2 separate regions of the Rattus norvegicus genome follow, and region 1 is linked to region 2. Evidence: chromatin contacts called from public Hi-C data. All regions are on one chromosome and are shown on one strand. Each heading gives the region's core, a stretch centred on a gene start, on an enhancer-like site or on the middle of the called end of the contact. The rest is flanking DNA. Distances are from core to core; before and after follow the strand shown.

Region 1 (4,598 bases), core at 884-3,383, 57 kb after region 2:
ATTCTCTGATTTTCGAAGCTTGGCTCATCCTACCTCATGGGCTTGGCACCCAGCGAGGGCATTGGCCTTAGACCTGGTCATTCTCGAGCTCTGGTTGGCATAGAAGACATAGAGGCTCACACTGCTGCCATTGTCCTTTCTGTGACCAGCAGTGAAGCTGAGCTTTTCTGCTTCTCCTGTGTCCTCTAAGGGGGGTGGGACAACAAGGCCACACGTATGGCCACTCGAATAGGCGCTTCTGTATATGACAGCGTCTGCTGTTTACTGTTTGAGCCTTGGGTGAGCTTTGGCTTTACTTTCCCATAAACATTTATTTTGGAGTATTCTTAGATTTACAGAGCCATCGAAAGAACAGTACAAAGAAGTTCCACATGTCTTATGGTCAGTCTGTCATGAACACAGGACGTTGTGTGATACATTTGTTATAATCAGTGAACCAATGTGATACCTACAAAAGTCCGTGCTTGTGGGTTGTTTTCCCCATCTCTAGTTCTCTTCACATTCACATAGCATGTCTCCATAGATTGTTTTTCGTTTTGTTTTGTTTTCTGAGACAGGATTTCTTTCTATAGTCTGGGCTATCCTGGAACTCAGTAGACCAGGCTAGCTTCAAACTCAGACATCAGCCTGCCTCTGCTGGGATTGAAGGCATCTCCATATATTCTTGACTGTGACAGTTTCTCAGACAGTCTTTGTTTCGATGACCCTGGTGATTTGGGTAATGATGTTTTGTAGGGGGCCTGCTTATTGGAACGTGTCTGACGTTTTCCTCACCATTGGCCAGGACTTAGGAGTTTGGGGTGGCTTTTTCATCCTCCCAGATTCGAAGGTTGGCACCCGCAGGATAGTTTACCTCAGTTGGTGTTGATCCGAGTCATCCAGCCAAGGTTGTGCCTGTTCACTTTCTCCACAGAACTTGCCCTGTCTTCTTCCCTTCCTCTTTCCACCCACCACATGGTCACTGCAAAGCCCACAGGCTTGTCACTTCTGAGAGTGGAGTACCTGTGTAAATCGATGGCGAGTATTCCGTACCCTGAGAGTTGCCTCTTTCCCCATTCATTTATTCCAGGATTGATTTAAGTGTGCACAGACTTTCAGAATTCCCCTTGTGTAACTAGGAGTGCTCAGGCCTTTGCACCACTTTGATGCCTGGTGGCCTCTCTGTGAAACTGGGACCTGCCTATGTGGATGCGCTGTTCAGGATCTGTTCCGTTAGGCCAGGGACAGGAGGTTGTTGCCTCCGAGATCGAACTCCTTAGTGTACTGCTAAGCACATATGTATTGCCTAAAACCTTAAAAGCATCATACTGCATAGGATGGCAGTCATTTCTTGCCTCGGATGGTGAAGAAACCTGTCCCAGCACGCCTCAGGGCTTTCCTGTGAAACTGGCATCGGAGCAGCGCCACCTTGTGGTAAATACTGGGTGTTCCAGGGACAATTCCTTCTAAATTCTGTAACCCTGAACTTTTCTAGCAGCAAGTTTTAAGAAGAAAGGTAGTTTTGTTCTTCAGAGAGAGGCCACTACTTTGGTATATATTATATTATTACCAAGTTTAGATAAAAGATAGATCAGCTATAGTTCTAAAGAGAAAAGAAAGCACCCTGGGGGTAGACATTGGCCCAGGGATTAACAGTGGTTTCTGCTCAGTCACAAGGACATGAGTTTGGATTCCCGTACTCTTGTCTGACAAGTGCCTGTTAACTCCAGCCCCAACTCTGAGGGACCCAGTGCTCTCCCCTGGCCTCTGCATGAGCACAGACATGGATACCCTGTGCATACACATATGCATACCTTCTTGAAAGCATAGATGTCAGGCCAGGCATTCTCACCCCGGTAATCTCACTCAGCTTTAGTAGAACGATCAGATACATTGTAGCAGCTTTCACTAATAAAAGTCCCACAGGCACCTGGACTGTGGTGTGTTCAGCATAGAACTCCTTCTTTCTGTTGTCTTGAACCCAGAACACTGATCGAGTCAGCCCCTACTGCCGAGGGGGTTTCAGTGGTCTGGGTCACTGCAGGGAATGGTAGTAAGCATGAGGTTTAGACCGTGGCTGAGCCCAGAGTGCTTCCTCAACACACAGCCAACAATAGCACAGCACTGAGCTGCCTTGTACTTTCAAGGACATGGGCAGTGATGCATTATGGGTAGCCTTGCCACCTGGGTCGGAACTGGAGGACAAGGAGGGACTTGGAGTTCAAGAGTCCCTTTCCTTCCACTAGTACTTTGAAAGGAGGCTTGACCTTACCAGGTGGAGAGGCTATTTTAAGACAGCCTTTAATCTCTAAAATGAATCTTACACTGCTTTTCAGTGTGTTCTAGTTACAATTTAGAGTATAGTTTTGGGGTTGGGGATTTGGCTCAGTGGTAGAGTGCTTGCTTAGCAAGCACAAGGCCCTGGGTTCAGTCCCCAGCTCCGAAAAAAAAAAAATAGAGTATAGTTTCCAAAGCATTTAAATTCGTTTTTTTTTTGAGCCTTGTGTTTATTAATTAATCTAAAATCATATTTAACATGATTTTCATTTGAGGCTGAGACTCACACAGTTCAGGTAGGACCAGAAGGTCACTCAGCCATTCCTTTTACTATACTTTTTTTTTTAAGAGTAGTAATTCTCTACTAGATATACTCTCGCATTCTGACAGAAGTGCCAAGCTGGTTCTTAAATGTAACAGGATCATGTTGCTTCTTTGAGTTTATTTGAGCTTTTCATTTAGTTCTAAACTCTGCTTAGGTTGTAGTGCAGCTGATAAGCACACCCCCGGAAAGGTGAGATTAGGGCCAAAAAGAGGTGTGTTATTATGTTAGGATTAAAGTTGGCTTCGAGTACGGAGCGGTCAAACACATAACAGTTGAAACAAGATACTTACCGCCCTTGCCCTTTTTTTTAACAGTCCACATTACCCACCGGTACCGTGGTCACAGGAAGTTGTCCCTCATGGGGGAGGGGCTGGGAGGAGTTGGGCAAAGCGGTGCTCCCAGATTGGTATTGAAGGTGGGTGTTCCCTGGGGCTACAGTGGCAATGTTATCTCCATTTGGTGGTTTAAGCTTCAGATGCCTATCTCTGAGCCCGCAGGCTGCCTTCCTTAGAGGCCTTGTCTGGGAGAACTCTAACCTTCTGTAGCTTCCAATGGTTCTAGATGTTTTTGGCTACATGGCCCCACTCTCTACTTCTGTCTTTACCTTATAACCTTTCTCTGTGACTGTCTTATTTCCCCCTTTCTCATACAGGATGCGTGTATTTGGGACCTGTCTGGATAATTCCAGATGGTCCCTCATTTCAGGGGTCTTATCCTAACCCTGAATCTCTGCAGGCCTCTAGAAATCTAGTGGCTTGATTTCGGACATGTCTTATCTTATCTCACACTTACTGAAGGCCTCATGAAAACTTTGCTTAAGTTACTCTGCGGACATGCCCACATCCCTTGCCAAAGGAAAGAGAGAAGAGGAAATAGGGGTATCTCTCAGCATAGATCCTTGGCTTCAACAAATGTGTTGAAATTGGGTAAATACCACCACAGTGAAGACGGAGACTGGTTCTTCAGCCCAGTGTATTCATTCTGTTCCGTTACGGTCAGCTGTACCCCGAAGCCCTGGAAACCCATAGTCTTTCTCCAAACCCAGAATCTCGCCTTTTCAGCATGGGTTTTGCAGAGTCATCCAGTGCACAGCCTTTTGAGTCCAGCTTCTTGGCTGGGTGCACTTAGGACTCGGGCATGTCATAGTGGGTATCAATAAACTTTGACTGCCTGTTTCACAAGTAGTCCACTGCACGCGTGTGACGGCCTGTCCGTTTGCCAGTTGGAAGACACTTGGGCAGCATCCAGTTTGGGATGATTATAAGTGAAGTTGTTCTGACCATGTGCACACGCTGACTTTTGTATAAGCGTATATTTCCTTTCCCTTGGGGCAGGACTTAAGGGACTTGGGAGTGGAATTGGCGGGATCATATGATATGTGTGATATATTTCATATGACAACATCAGCCATTTTTGAAAGCGCTCAAACATTTGGTAGTTTCACCAGTGGAATGGGAGCTGTATTGTTCTTGGTCGAAGGCGTTAGCTGTTCTACAAGGTCTGCACACTGTCTGAGAGAGGCTTAGGTGGTTTGTGATTGCCCTAGGAGGTCTTCAATGGTCTCTGTATCCAGCTCAGCTGAGAGGGCTTTATTAACTGATATTGCCGACACAGTCGTTACAGTTTCGAAGCAGGATTTTTATGTAGCCCAGACAAACCTTGAGCTTCCTGTGTAGCTAAGGATGACCCTGAACTGTTCAGCCTCCTTCTACCTTGGAGGTGCTAGGATGACAGGCTTGGGCCACTGCATGTCATTTTATGTGGTGCCTGGGAATTGAACTCGGGACTTTATGAATCCTAGCCAGGCACTTTGCCAATTGAGATACATCCCCAGGTCTCAGGCTGTTTAAAAAAACAAACAAACTATAATTCATCTTCTTTCTAATATAACTGTACCTTAACAGTTCTTCATAGACGCTTCTATCTAAACGTGACCGGAGTCTGCATCCCTCAGGTCCTTTCCAGTCCACTGGATGTCAGTGCCCAGAGCTGAGGTAGATATGGCAGAATGCGATGC
Region 2 (5,095 bases), core at 22-2,521:
GAAAGGATCCTGGCATCTATGACTGACTTGGGGGAAGACTAGAGAGCAGGAGGAAGGAGGGGAGAGGCCAGACCTTTGCTGTGAGGCCTCTGTCATTGCTGTTTACTTCAGAGTACTCATCTTGCCCAACCTAGGCCCAGCCTCAGCTCACTGTTCCTTCTTTTGTTGAAAAAATCTGGTTATAACCCCCATTTCTGCAACGTGTTGATCTCAGAGATCCAGAGCCAGTCCCCCATTGCATTTTAAATGAGCATATTTAATTTACTAACTTCATAAAAAATGATAGTTTTTTCATTTTTTTACACGCTTTTTTTTTTTCTTTTTTTCTTTTTCTGGAGCTGGGGACCGAACCCAGGGCCTTGAGCTTGCTAGGCAAGTGCTCTACCATTGAGCTAAATCCACAACCCCTAGTTTTTCTTTCTTTCTTTCTTTCTTTCTTTCTTTCTTTTTTTTGTTATTTATGTGTGTATGTGTATGAGCATGTGGCTACCTACTGAAATAAAAGAGGGTGTCTTGGGTCCTCTGGACCTGGAGTTATGGGCGGTTGTTAGATGTCTGACATGTGTGCTAGGGACCTAACCCAGGTCCTCTGTAAGAGTAGCAAGTACTCTTAACTACTGAGCTATCTCTCTAGCGTCACAAATGATACTCTTTAAAAAAAAAAAAAAACAAAAAAAACCCCAAGAGTTACATCATGCCCCTTCAGAAGTATTGTTGATGTTGAGATGAGAAAACATGTGCTGCTTCTTTAAGAGTTTGGCTCTCTTGCCTTCACTCTTCTCTGCTCTGGTGCCCTCTTCCCTGTTCCTTCTCGCCCCATCCCCTCCCCCTTCCCTCCACATGCTCATGGCCAGCCTTTGTTCCTCCCCTCTTCTACTCTTCTTCTCTCATTAAACCTCTCCATGTGGGGAAGGAGAGAGAGAGAGAGAGAGAGAGAGAGAGAGAGAGAGAGAGAGAGAGAGAGAGAGAGAAGGGTCTGATAATGCAGGCTGTGTTAGCCTGTGGGGCAAGGCAGGCCTGGGAAGACGGAGATTCTAGGGTGGAGTTTGCATTGGCTTGCTCTCTCTAATAGACCTTGATGTCCCTGGAAAAGTGATAAGGCTGCTGCTGTTCTGGGTAGGAGCATCCTGCCACCTTCGTGAAGGTGAGATTTGCTTAGGGAGGACATCTTGGGAACAAGCCAGAGTTTTCTGCAGGACAGGAGCTCCACCCTTGTACTGGCCTCGCAGGAATGCAACCCTTGGTTATTTCTAGAGCTGAACGTCTCTTGGTTTGAGGAAGAATGCATTGATTTCAGACTTTGGCTCCTCTGTCATTGCCCTGATCCGTCTTGTGCGCATATTTGAAATACCAAAGCAAAGTCTTCTTGCACCCAGTACTTGTCAGGCTGCCGGACAGGCAGATCTGTTTTTCATGTGTGAACCCGAGAACTCTGGCCATAAATTTGGGAGTTAGTACCTGGTCCCGGAAGAATGTTTAAATAAGTCAAACCTGGGGAGAGACTTGCCAATCACTGTACCGTTGGTTCTCTAATAGCTTTAATTATTTGCTTGAAAACATTTGCCTAGTGTAAAAGAACCCTGAGTGCTGTGGGGAATTTGCGTGGTCGGGTATTTCTCTTTCTATCAACAAAAATATATCAGCGGAAATGGGATGTGCAGCCATTGCCGGAGAAGGCATTGTTGAAAGCTGGACTGAGCAGACTCCTTCGCAGCTAATAGGAAAAAGCTATTGTGCACCGAAGGAAGTGGAATAGCCATCCTTACCTCCAAAAGTGAAGTTGTCTTTGGACAAGTAGCTGTCAGGATGAGATACAAAGTCTCTCTAAACAAAGTGAACGTAGCCATTTTCCAGCAACTTGAAATCCTAATACTGAGGAGGATTGGATATTTAATAGTGTTGCAGGTGATTTCACCGAGTGCATGTGTGCAGGTGCAAGCACACAGGTTGATGCTAAAGAAGAACCTTGAGTGTCCTGATCTATGACTTTCTGTCCTGTTCCTTTGAGAACAGGGCTCGGCAGGCAGCCAGCCAGTTCCAGTGACCCTTCCGTTTCTGCCTCTTGAAGTGTTGTGGTTGAAGAAGTGTAGGGTCACACCAGCTCCTTTATGTAGGAATGGGGGATTTGAACTCACGTCCTTCCTCATGTTTATGTATCAAGTGCTCTTAGCCACTGAAACATCTCCCCTTCTCTAGTTTTGTTAAACATTTGAGTTTAAATTCATGCCTTGAAACTTTAAAAAATTCATATTACGAGTATACGTTTGCTTAGCTTTTAATGTCGTAAATTTTAAATCTTTTTCTAAAAAGGTGAATCAGATTTATAGTCAAGTAAGTAATACTAAAATTGGAGATTCAGTTTGTAGAATAAAGGTGAAGGCCTTTGTGTTATAGAGAATACGGCCTACTTTGCATATTTTCCAACTGTGTATGTTGAGGGGGAAAAAAAAAACAAGCCACTTCTTTATTGTCCCAAATCCTTTCTGGTTGCCTTAATGCTTTTTGTGTGAAGTCTCTGGATCCTAGAGAAGTTCTCTTACTTGTTCATAGCTATATTATAAGGATTGGTGGTTCCCTTGTTTGGGTGGAGGAGGCAATTCTGGTATTTTAAGTATCCATTCCTCAAGAGTTGAGCTTCCCCAACCTCCTGATTCTTCTCAGTTGATGTAGGTGGTGTTCTTGCCTTCAGAACACTTCTCATGGATTCCCAGACCACTAGCAGACCTCTTCCTGTGGTCTCTCTTCTGCTTTGTCGTCTCCTGTTTGCATTATTCTGTATTTATTATCTTGTAGGTTGCTGCTGGCCTACTGCTACCTCTCCTTTCTTTTGATAAACACTGAGTATGGCTAACACATAGATAGATAAGCCCATACAGCCTCCCCAATACAAGTCAGAACTGAACGAGCTTCAAAAACTTGAGTTACTAACATGAAGGCTGTTTCTGAGGTCTCACCTCTCTGAAGTAAAATGGCTCCTAATACTTACATGTACTGTGATCTGCTGTATTTCATTTGTAGATAGTATTCATCTTGTTTCATTTATTTTTTTATTTATGGTTTTACATTTTTATCTGTTATATGAATGAATGTATGTATGTCTTACCTTCAGATATTTATGTGCACCTCTTGCATACCTGTTGTTCACAAGTCCAGAAGAGGGTATTAGATCCCCTAGAACTGGGATTCCAGCTAGCCAAGCCCAGGCCTTCTGCAAGAGCGACAAGTGCCCGCAACCACTGAGCCATCTCTTCAGCTGCACTTGATTTTGACCATAGACAGGAAGCTTCTTCAGAGAGTTTTGCTTTGAGTGGATTAGGTGGGTTGGAAGGAGATGCTCTTTGATCTTGTACAGCATGAGAGTTTAGGAGTTGGGAATAACTGGCCTGACATTCTCAGGTTAATTCAGGTGTAGACATGAGGGATATTAGGAAATGTACCATATTCTTTGCAAGTATCTCATCGCCTGACATCCAGGATTTCAGTGAGTTTTGATGCATTCCTTGCAAGCGAGAGTATGGCGGAATGTTCTCTGTCCATTTTAAACTGCTATAAATGTTGGTTAATTGCTTGATTTGGGGGGGGGGGATAGCTCATGTGTTCATCTGAGCCTGGTTAAATCTGTCAACAAATACTGAGAACAGCGGAGCCTGTGTTCTGGCTTCTGATTGTATCTGTTAAAGAATAAACACTGTCCCTGCCCTCTGCCAGGAGGTTGTCTCATTGCTGCATAAACAGCATGCATGCCCCTATAGAAGCAAGCCCTTTATAGCTAATATTAGTCCATGATGTGTAGTGATTGACAACTGTGATAGATTTTTTACCTTCTTCTGAAAATTTCTCTTTGATTTCCTAGGGTGTTCTGTTCTATGTCAAGGTGGTCATGTACCACGTACTGCAAAATTCCTGCAGTATGACACAAAGGACTGTGTCTGTCCCCAAAGACTTGATGTGCTAATGGAGAAATACCAAAAGGGAGCTCTTTGCTGATTAGTTTAACTTGGAGAGGCTTTTGGTACGTTTTGTTAGTTTCTTTTTATGTGTGCACTTACTTGCATGCATAGATGATGTGCATGCGTGTGTGTGATTGTGTATCTATGCTGTTAGTTCACCTTCTGCATTACTACAGACAACAGACTAGTTGGCCATGACCTTCCAGAGAGTCTCCTTTCTCCGACTCCCATCATACTACAGTGTGTTAGTTAGGGTTTTATTGCTGTGAAGAGACACCATGACCAAGGCAACTGTTACAAGGGCAAATATTTAATTGGGGTTACCTTACAGTTTCTGAGGTTCAGTCCATTATTATTATGTTAGGAAGCATGGCAGCATCCAGGAAGGCTAGAGGAGCCGAGAGTTCTACATCCTGCTCCTGAAGGCAAACAGGCAAAGACTGTTTTCCAGGTGGCTAGAAGGGTCTCAGTGGCCACATACCCACAGTGACACACTTCCTCCAACAAGGCCATGCCTACAACTCCTAATAGTGCCATTCCCTGGGGCAAACATATTCAAACTCTCTGGACCCCATAGGCTTGTTCAAATACATGAGCCTGTGGGGGCCATACCTAAACATAGCATAATACAAAATACATTTAGTCCAACTTCAAACATCTCCATAGTTTATAGTAGTCTCAACAATGTTAAAAGTCCAAAGTTCAAAGTCTCTTCTGAGATTCATTCAATCACTTAACTGTAATCCCCTATAAAGCCAAAATCAAAAAGCAGAACCCATACCTCAAACATTACAGGATATACATTACCATTCCAAAACATCATAGTGAGAAAATACCGGGCCAAACAAGACCCAAATCCAGCTGGGCAATCTTCAAACTCTGAGTCTCTATATCCGATGTCAAAGCGTTCTTCAGATCTCCAGCTCCTTTCCTCCTTGTATTGTGTATCTCTCTCTCTCTCTCTCTCTCTCTCTCTCTCTCTCTCTCTCTCTATATATATATATATATATATATATATATATATATATAAAATACACACACACACACACACACACATGCTACTCGTCTGGCTCTCCTGGATTTCTGTGGTTTCTGATGACTCGAGCTCATCGACTCTTTCTGCTTATATAGCAAGTGCATTACCT

Evidence for each region. Hi-C and Micro-C count contacts between places; a contact is called where the count stands out from the background.
Region 1: a contact with region 2 is called in a Hi-C map of kidney, with 1.5 times the contacts expected there. The contact joins two enhancer-like sites. A contact is called at or near these places in 3 of 12 Hi-C or Micro-C datasets (Schwann cells, kidney and liver).

The regions. Positions count from the first base shown.
Region 1 is chr3:64,644,033-64,648,630 of GRCr8, forward strand. All of the region lies in intron 3 of Tanc1 (tetratricopeptide repeat, ankyrin repeat and coiled-coil containing 1), which reads left to right. Among named protein-coding and RNA genes, the nearest start is that of Tanc1, 100 kb to the left of the region's middle. Within about 2 kb of position 2,134, at least 3 of the 93 cell types and tissues checked have an H3K27ac peak or open chromatin away from gene starts, as enhancers often do. A contact at or near this core is called in kidney, where this site is marked.
Region 2 is chr3:64,587,425-64,592,519 of GRCr8, forward strand. The region is part of intron 1 of Tanc1 (tetratricopeptide repeat, ankyrin repeat and coiled-coil containing 1); the gene reads left to right. Among named protein-coding and RNA genes, the nearest start is that of Tanc1, 47 kb to the left of the region's middle. Within about 2 kb of position 1,272, at least 19 of the 93 cell types and tissues checked have an H3K27ac peak or open chromatin away from gene starts, as enhancers often do. A contact at or near this core is called in kidney, where this site is marked.